2 separate regions of the Mus musculus genome follow, and region 1 is linked to region 2. Evidence: chromatin contacts called from public ChIA-PET data. All regions are on one chromosome and are shown on one strand. Each heading gives the region's core, a stretch centred on a gene start, on an enhancer-like site or on the middle of the called end of the contact. The rest is flanking DNA. Distances are from core to core; before and after follow the strand shown.

Evidence for each region. ChIA-PET counts read pairs in DNA pulled down with a chosen protein or histone mark.
Region 1: an RNA polymerase II ChIA-PET map of memory CD8 T cells shows a contact between it and region 2, with 5 read pairs. The contact joins two enhancer-like sites. A contact is called at or near these places in 1 of 115 datasets of contacts at active chromatin or transcription factors (memory CD8 T cells) and 1 of 9 other capture datasets (pancreatic islet).

What each region holds. Positions count from the first base shown.
Region 1 is chr11:96,501,401-96,506,148 of GRCm38.p6, reverse strand. The region is part of intron 2 of Skap1 (src family associated phosphoprotein 1); the gene reads right to left. The region is part of intron 2 of Gm38960 (a long non-coding RNA gene); the gene reads left to right. Among named protein-coding and RNA genes, the nearest start is that of Gm38960, 36 kb to the left of the region's middle. Within about 2 kb of position 1,273, at least 18 of the 459 cell types and tissues checked have an H3K27ac peak or open chromatin away from gene starts, as enhancers often do. A contact at or near this core is called in memory CD8 T cells, where this site is marked.
Region 2 is chr11:95,832,735-95,837,195 of GRCm38.p6, reverse strand. It overlaps Abi3 (ABI gene family, member 3), which reads left to right. Exons shown (of 8, transcript NM_025659.4): 2 at 1-126; 3 at 1,242-1,418; 4 at 2,805-2,890; 5 at 3,098-3,193; 6 at 3,396-3,556; 7 at 3,862-3,987; 8 at 4,320-4,461. Among named protein-coding and RNA genes, the nearest start is that of Abi3, 7.5 kb to the left of the region's middle. Within about 2 kb of position 2,860, at least 156 of the 459 cell types and tissues checked have an H3K27ac peak or open chromatin away from gene starts, as enhancers often do. A contact at or near this core is called in memory CD8 T cells, where this site is marked.

The DNA of each region.
Region 1 (4,748 bases), core at 24-2,523, 670 kb before region 2:
GTACTATTTGAGAGGGATTAGGTGTGGCCTTGCTGGGGTAGGTGTGGCCTTACTGAAGTAGGTGTGGCCTTGTGGAGGAGGTGTGACCTTGTTGGAGGAGGTGTGACCTCGCCAGAGTGGGTGTGGCTTCACTAGAGGCAGTATGGCCTTGTTGGAGGAGGTATGTCCCTCGGGGGTGGGCTTTGGGATTTCATACGTTCCAGCCAGGCCTCAGTAACTTTCTCTTCCTGCTTCCTGTGAATCCAGATGTAGAACTCTCAGCTACTTCTCCAGTACTATGTCTTCCTGCATACGGCCATGCTCCCCGCCATGATGACAATGGGCTAAACCTTTAAACTGTAAGCAAACTGATGCTTTCCTTGATAAGGGTTGCTTGGAGGACACCGACCAAGACAATGTCCACGCCCACCTTCCAGTTCTCACATTCTTCCCATTCCTCCCTCTCTTCTTTAGTGTTCCCCAAGTCTTGAAAGTGGCGGTTTGGCTGTCCCATGCTAGTGTAGGCAGCCACCGATTACTTTTTCTCAGAACCTTGATGGACACAGGGCTTGCTCATTTTGGTGAAAAATTAAAAATAATAAAGTTAGGAGAAAATCGCTGGACAGGGCTGGAAAACTGAACAACACAAAATTTCTTAAGCCTCTAAATGAATTTATATTTTTAAAGAGGATGTAAAACATCAATGACTCTCTAGGTAACAACCCCCCTCCCCCCCCTCCCCCCTCCCCCCTCCCCCCTCCCCTCCCCCCTCCCCTCCCCCCTCCCCCTTCCCCCCCCCCCACACAAAATCAACTAAAACCAAACGTAAGAGACCTTCTAAGAGAGACATCTGAGAACAGGAGCATCCACGATGACTCTGGCCACTCACTGGTCCAAGAGCTGCTTGGAGAGCAAGCAAAGATGTCTCATGTGATGCTGTCTTGATCACCAGGCATTAAGCCCAATGTAAACAAATAACCAATACATATTGTTAAGTAAATTAACCACTTCCACCCTGTAATCTTCAGCCTGCTTTTAGTTGATTCCATTTCTCTTTATGGCCAACATAAAAATCAATCCCGGTGACTGATGTTTTGAGAAGGAGGAAGTGAATGGCCGACTCAAACACCAGCGTTCGGAAAAGTGGTCGGACAAATACAAATGCTCTGCTAAATCGGCTCAGAGTGCTGCTAATCCCCTTCTAATGAAGAATTCATCCTGTGTTAGCTCAAAGGGGGTAACAGCTTCGAAGCGGAAGTTGCTCTGTCAGCGATACCTCATTTCATGAGGGGCCCTTGACAGTGAACTTCCTTTACTTAAAAAAAAAAAAAGATCCCCAACACATTTTAGAGCAATCATCACAGAATATTCAAAGGACGGCATTTCACATGACTCAAAATTAATTTCCCTTCTGTGGGTGTGTTTTGAAGCATAGCATAAAACACCTCCAGAGACAGCCTGCTTGTTTACAGAGAGTGACCCGGGCCAAGCTGCATAGCTAAAGCCCTGTGTCCATTTTATCCAGCCCCTTCCGCTTCAGTAAGTACTAATTCTCATCCCACCTGGGAATCAAACCTCTCCCAGGGCTTCCCTCTCTGCCCTTTCTAAAACTGTGAAGGACTTTAATATCACTAACTTATTATTAAATAAATATTCACAGTAGTGAGTTAGAGAATACAAATAAACAAACAAAAAAGCATTAAATTCCACTTGCCAGAAATTACTATCATGGACATTTTGGTCTTTTGGATTGTTTGTCTGCTTTGTTTGTTTGTTTTCCGAGATTTTTTCATGGTGAGATTGAACGTATTTGTCTACCTGCTTTCTCACTTACATACCTTTGGTCAGTATCAGTGACTCGATTATGGTATCAATGATTACGTCACCATTGTGGAAACGTCGGCTCTCCGTTTTGTTAAAACGGAGGAACAAAACAAATGGGACTAAACTAAGGCTGTACTGAACGGAGGCAGAGAGCAACCGAGGTTTACGGTGACCTCACAGTGGTCCATGTTTTAGTCCCAATATCCCAGAGACAGAAGAAGGTGAAGACCAGCCTCATCTACATAGTGAGATCCTGTCTCAGAAAGAGAGCAAGGAAGGAACCGTCTTGTGAAGGCTAGTAGTTTGCCAGGAAGTGAAGGTATACAAATAGAAACATACATTGAAGGAGAAAGTCAGTAGGCCTTGTTGATAAGAGGAGGAGGGGGAGGAGGAGGGGGAGGAGGAGGAAGAGGAGGAGGAAGGGGGAAGAGGAGGAAGAGAGAGATATTAGGGTTAAGGAGTGATTCCCAGGGCTCTGAAAGTCTAACCCAGGAAAACTCATGGGTGAGTGGAGTTAAACCAGGTCTTCTTGGACGCTCCACAATTAGGAATCCTCCAGCAACAGGAACAGAAACCCCAGGTGACAGAGGTTTAGACATGTGATAGAGGTCTGTTTGCCATCATACAGAATATCTGGAGGCTGATTCTAGAGCTAGTGCTGAACTAGATCTTCCCACCTGCCCAGTATCCGCAGATCGATGCTACATGTCACATGTCAATGTACCGTAACTCTCAGGTGTAGAACTTTCTTGAGAGAGACTAGCAGGAGTCTCTGCCTTACATTCTGCCACTCAAACTACGTTCCCTAGAAACCCTAGGATAACCAAAGCAAAGTGGCTGACGTCATGACTCATCCCAAGGCTGGAAGAGCGGAGGGTGGCTGCTGAGGGGGAACTGGCTGGTTCTCTCCCAGCATTGTGGAGCCTGAGGTCTCATGAAACACCCAATATGCTGCCTGCAGATGAGCTGCTCTACAACTGGGCACCCAGGAGAGAAACAACTCTGGAAGGGGGGAGGAAGAGTCTGAGGAGGGCAGAGTGGAAGAAAGGGCTGAAGCAAGAGCCTCAGGGAAGAGCATGGATACCGTGAGGGAAAGGGAGGCTCCACAGAGGGAAGACGTTCTTAAACTTCTGAGGAAGGGGAAATAATCCAAGCTGTGAGAAACTTGAAAGGCCAAAGAAGATAAACATTGGCAGTATCATCCGGATGTGGCAACTGGAGTGACTGGACCATGGGGAAAGTGACTTCATTGGAGCAGAAGATGCAGTGTAAGGATGATAACTAACTGAGGATGGACCAGAGAAGAGGAACCAGAAGGGAAGGGTCTTCAGTTCAAGATGTCTACCTATTCAGGAAAAGAGCTAAGACAGTAGCTAAGGAGAGGGTGGTTGTTTAAGGCATAACGGGTTTTTAACCTGAGGGTGGAGTTGAGCACATTTGCATGAGGTTCAAAGAGATATGAAGAGGGAGCATCAACTTTAAGCAAAAAAAGGGGGTGGACAGTGGCAGGAGCAGGGTAACCATGACTTGGTGGACCAATACTTCAGTCCGAGGCAGGGCATGGTGGTGCATTCCTTTGATCTCAGTACTTGAGGAGCAGAAGCAGTTGTCTCTGTTGGTTAAAGGCCAGCCTGGTCTACACATCGAGTTCCAAGTCAGCCAAGAGCTAGGCAGTAAGACCCTGTCTTAAAAGAACCAAAGAAGGGCTGGAGAAATGGCTCAGAGATTAGGAGCACTGACTCTTCTTCCTGAGGTCCTGAGTTCAATTCCCAGCAATCACATGGTGGCTCACAACCATCTGTAATGGGATCAGATGCCCCCTTCTGGTGTGTCTGAAGACAGCAACAGTGTACCATATACATAACATAAACAAAATCTTTTAAAAACAAAACAAACAAAACAAAAAGCGGGGATGGCGACATAGGCAGCTGTATACAGTTTTAATCCCCAATACTTGGGAGGTAGAAGCAGGCAGATATCTCAAGGCCAGCCTGGTCAACAGAATGAGTTCCAAGATAGCCAAGGCTACACAGAGAAACCCTGTCTAGAAAATACAAAGAAAGAAAGAAAGAGAGAGAGAGAGAGAGAGAGAGAGAGAGAGAGAGAGAGAGAAAGAGAAAGAGAAAGAGAAAGAAAGAAAACCAAGAAAACAAACAAAAACCACTTAAGTTCTCAAATGGTATGAGGAAGGACTCTGGATGCCAAACGTGGCAGAGGAGCAAAGTATACAAAGCCTCCAGAACAGAGCTCCAAAGAACAAAGACTGAATATTGAGGGTCTAGGAGCGGCAGCAGAGCTTGGAGAACACCAGAAGCACTTCTGGAAGAAGGACATGCTCTGTTTAAGAGGATTGCAAGCAAAACCCTGTCATGCAGGAGAGCCCTGTATTACCCAGACACCGATGGAGAAAAGAGGTCACCAAGGAAACAGAAGAGGAGGCAGAGACAAGGTGGTATGAAGCTGAACAGGGGAGGCAACCAGAGGCAGAGAGCTGGTGACGGTCACGAAGAAGAAGGGAGTGGCCGGTGTGTATGTTCCCACAGTACTCGAAGATGCAGATGAGAATCCTGCAGCTTTTCGTCATAGATTTAATTCAAATGTTAGATAAAAGTCATTAAATGCAGATTCCGCCTCAGTGGCTCTGCTGGCCCGGAACCTGAGACTGTGCTGTCAGGGTTCCAGGAGAAGCAAAGAGCTAAACATGGACAAAGAGCAAAGGCTGTTCCATGCTTTGTCTCTTCGATTTACACTGTTCTGATGCTCTTTCATCCATTTCTATCCACCGATCTGTTTCCTAACTTTGTGTGTGTGTGTGTGTGTGTGTGTGTGTGTGTGTGTGTGTGTGTGTGTAAGAGCACAGAGTGAGAGTTCGAAGTGTGGTAGGGAAGCAAGAATGCAGTAGAAGTTTCTTCTAAGCAACTGTTAGCTACACACACTTCCCAAAC
Region 2 (4,461 bases), core at 1,611-4,110:
ACCACCCAGGCCCTAGCCAGTGTGGCCTACCAAGTGGGTAACCTGGCCGGGCATACTCTTCGAATGCTGGATCTACAGGGTGCTGCCCTGCGGCAGGTAGAAGCCAAGATGAGCACACTGGGCCAGGTAAGGATGTGGGAAGGCATCCCTCTTTCTGTCCTGGCTCTTCAGTCCCACTCAAATAGCCCTACATTTCTCCATGCCCACCTGGCCAACCGGACTGCAGAAAGTTGGCACATTCCAGACTTTGGAGACATCTATCATGGCTGTGTCTCAGTGTTGTTCTTGCTACCCCATTAGATACAAAGTTTCTCTCTCTCTCTCTCTCCCTCTCTCTCTCTCTCTCTCTCTCTCTCTCTCTCTAAAAGCTTTCTTTGTTTGCTCTTCATAGTACCTGCAGAGAGCAGGAGAGACCAAAGGCCACCCTGTCTTCATTGGAACACATCCAATGATTAATAAATGCCCTCCACGCAGGCCAGGCAAGCCCATCGTCAGCCCCACAGGAATCCGTGCCAACACCATACAGAGTCCCCACCCTTGGCTCATAAATACCTACCCTTGGCTCATAAATACTCTCAGCCGTCCTTCCTGGATCCTTGACCCCACAAAACATGTGGGAGTTCTTTTGGTCTGACCATAGGTCCCTGAGGGGTCAGTGTATAGGGTGTGTTTTCCTCTTCTTCCTGAAGACCCAAGGTCCCGTCCCTCAAGGCCTGAGGGAACATTTGGAGAGGAAGCTAATTCCCGTACTTGTTCCCTGAAGGGGACAGCTGATTTAGTTACAGTTCTCTGCCACCTCCACGGAATGCCCATCTGCACCAAAGCCTGCCCTGTCCTTTGGTTGCTGTCCAGCAACCCCAGGGATTTTTTTTCCCTCCCTTTTCTTCTGGTTCCTGCACAGCTAATAATAACCTTCATTCTCTTCTACCCGGAAGTCGCTCCAAAGTGGCTCCATCCTCTGCTGCTCTTCTTTCTCCAATGGCTGCATGGCCATGGGACTCTCTCTGGTCCCCCCATGACCCCCATTCTTTCCTCCTCCCCTGCTTTGAGATGGGGGTTCTCACTATGTAGCCCTGGATAGCCTAGAACTCATCATATAGACCAGGTTGGCTTCAAACTCACAGAGCTCTACCTGCCTCCCTCTGCCTCCCGTTAGTTAGCTTTCTCCCTCTTTTAAAGGGAATGGTGTTGTACAGGCTGTTTCTCACGGTCTCCTCCCACCTCCCGACCCTGTCGTGCAGATGGTAAACATGCATATGGAGAAGGTAGCTAGAAGGGAGATCGGCACTTTGGCCACTGTTGTGCGGCTGCCCTCTAACCAGAAAGTCATCCCTCCTGAGAGCCTGCCTTCCCTCACTCCCTACCACAGAAAACCCCTCAACTTTGCCTGCTTGGATGACATTGGCCACGGAGTCAAGGTAAGGGAAACCCTGCTGACCCCCCACTGCCCACCCTGTCCTGCCGTACAGCTAGCTCCCTCTCGTCTCGCCTTTCCCCAAGCTTTTGTACGACCTCACATCCCCTTCTTCCTCTCCACACTCCAGGACACGTGGCCTAAACTCCACTCTCCCTAGGTCCTTAACTTCCCTCTACTCAGACACTGCTCCTGGAAGATCATAAGCTGTCCCGGCCCCACCCCCCACTCCCACCCCACAGTGGGTCGTGTGTGTGGTGTGTGTGTGTGTGTGTGTGTGTGTGTGTGTGTGTGTGTGTGTGTGTGTGAGAAGGGGAAGAGGGGGAGGAGGGGGAAGGGTGTCAGGGCACGCATGAGAACCTCTCCTCAGCCACATGAGAATAGCGACTTCCTCTGTCTGGGGGTTTGAGGTCATTGCTCTAAGAAGTCACTCCAGAATGCTGCTGATAGGGACAGGAGGCAGCAACAAAAAGAGTTGGCGGAGGGGACCTTATCACACTGTGCCCAACTGCTTCATGTCAGATTAGATTAGAAGCTTTCCTGGGTCTTAACCCCTTGATACTATGCCAGACCCCCAGGAGAGAAAATACCTCTTTCCTTCAGTTCCCAGCTCTCTCTATCCGTTCCTTTTTCCTGTCCAGCCTTCTTATCTTTTGTTTTTCTTTTGATGGTGCCCTGGGTGGAACCCAGGCCTTCTATAAACTCAGCAGAAGCTCCATCCTGAGCTATGTACCCAGCCTCCAACTTATCCTTTATCCTGTAATTCCCGTCTTGCCTCTAGTGGGGCAGGGTGACAGAGAACATGACCTCCCCCACACCATCCCCTCCCCTGCTCACGCTGGGGGAAGTCCCAGTTTCAGAGGTGTCTCTTGGCTTTGGGATTGCACCCCATCATTGAGACTCTCCTAAGTGTCTTGGCTTCTGCCATCCCTCTGCCTTGAATTTGGGGACGGTCACTTCCATAGGTTTCTGGGAAACAAGGAGTCCCCCCCCCCCCCGTATGTGAGGCTCCTTAGCTCGCGCTGGAGTACAAGCTAAATCAGAGCTAAGGACCACCAAGCCACCCAGATCCCTGAGAATTTGAGATAGTGTGGGGTTGCAAAGGGCAACTCAGTCACTGTGGCTGTGCAGAGGAAGTGGCCTTCAGACGGCGTCTGTGCTGCGGGTTGTTTTCTGTGGGACGGCTTTGGGGGACCTGCTGCAGGCCTAAGGGGTGGGGGTAGGGTTAGGACGGGAGGAGGGCTGAGAAGTGGAAGTAGGAACTTGCTGAGTCTGGCTAGCCCTCCCAGTTCTCGCCCTCCGCTCCCCTCCCCCATTTCCTCTCAGGGATGTGGGTAAGAATGCCTCCCCGTGTCCCAGATGTCAATCAACCCTATCGTTCTCCCTTCAGGACTTGAGCACGCAGCTGTCACGGACCGGGACCCTGTCTCGCAAGAGCATAAAGGCGCCTGCTACACCTGTTTCCGCCACGCTGGGGTGAGGCCTCAAGGCCATGCCAACCAGCCCTACCCAGCCACTCGTGGTTCTCAACTGCTTCTTCCACCCCTCACCCTCAGCACCTGGCGCCTTGACGCTGCTGCGCCTGGCACCCAGCTTCACCCTCCGCCAGTCGCCCTTCCTCAACCCTAAACTCTGCTCAGCAGAGAACCCTCCCTCCTCACACCACCCTACTCCACTCCCTAGGAGACCACCCCGGATCCCTGAGCCGGTGCAGCTCCCAGCCGTGCCAGACGGCAAGCTCTCCGCTGCCTCCTCTGCCTCTTCCTTGGCCTCGGCAGGGTGAGCACTTGAGTCTAGTGGGTGGGTAGACAGCAGGTGGATTTTGAGAGGTGGCCTCCAGGCAGTCTTGTGGTTGAGAAAACGAAAAACCACTAGCTGGGGGAAAAATTAATGCAGATCTTACTATGAGGTCTGGGGACCCCTCTGGGACGCTGGGCTAGAAGGCGTCCGTCCCTAATCAGCATATAATCTGGTCTTTTAGCAGTGCGGAAGGTGCCAGTGGGATCCCCCAGTCCAAGGGACAGGTAGCGCCTGCAACCCCGCCTCCTCCACCTGTAGCACCTGTAACCCCGCCTCCTCCACCGTTGTCTGCCGAGGTCTTCTTGCCGCCCCCTCCGCTGGAGGTGTCCCAGCCCCCTCTGGGTAAGATGGGTCCTGCCTTCTCAGTATTCACTTTGAGTCTCTCTCATTCAGCCCTGTGCTCCTCAGGGACCCCAGAGAAGCAGTAGATAGACTATTTTACACTAGCCCTGTTTTTGAAGCTTCTCACTTAACGGAACCTTTATAGCTTAAGCCAGCTGCCTAGGTGTTGTCCCGTAGGATCTGTCTACCCTGTGCTGAGTCTGGCTAGAGGCATTATGAGTGATGACAGGAACTGGTTAGAGCTTGAGGATGCTGCAGGGTTGGCCCACTTTCCTTTACACGAACCCTTTTGTCTTCCTTCCCAGAAGCAGAGTTGCCCCTGCCTCCTCCCCCAGCTCTAGAGGGGGATGAACTGGGGCTGCTGCCTCCGCCCCCACCAGGTTTTGGACCAGATGAGCCCAGCTGGGTCCCTGCTAGCTACTTGGAGAAAGGTACCTTTGCAACTCTTGGGACTGAAAGGCAGCAGAATCCGTTGGCAGGTTTCTCTGGCTTCTGTTGCTTTGGCCTTCACTCTCCAAGCCGGAAGCATTTGCTTTCCCTACCAAGGTGCGGGCGACCCTATCTTTTTTCTCCATCTCCTTCCTTTTGGATGAGCTGAGTTCTGAACCCTGCTGGGAAAGAGCAGCTGGCCTGCTATTGAGTAGTACCTGACTGTTCCAAAGCCCCTCTACGCACGACCTAGTATTACAGCTCCTGTATCACCGTGGGCGGGTGCGTGCATGACCGAGGGGACACCTCACAAGGTTCTCTTCTTGCCCCACAGTGGTGACCCTGTACCCATACACCCGGCAAAAGGACAATGAGCTCTCCTTCTCTGAAGGCACCGTCATCTGTGTCACTCGCCGCTACTCGGATGGCTGGTGTGAGGGTGTCAGTTCAGAGGGCACTGGATTCTTCCCAGGGAA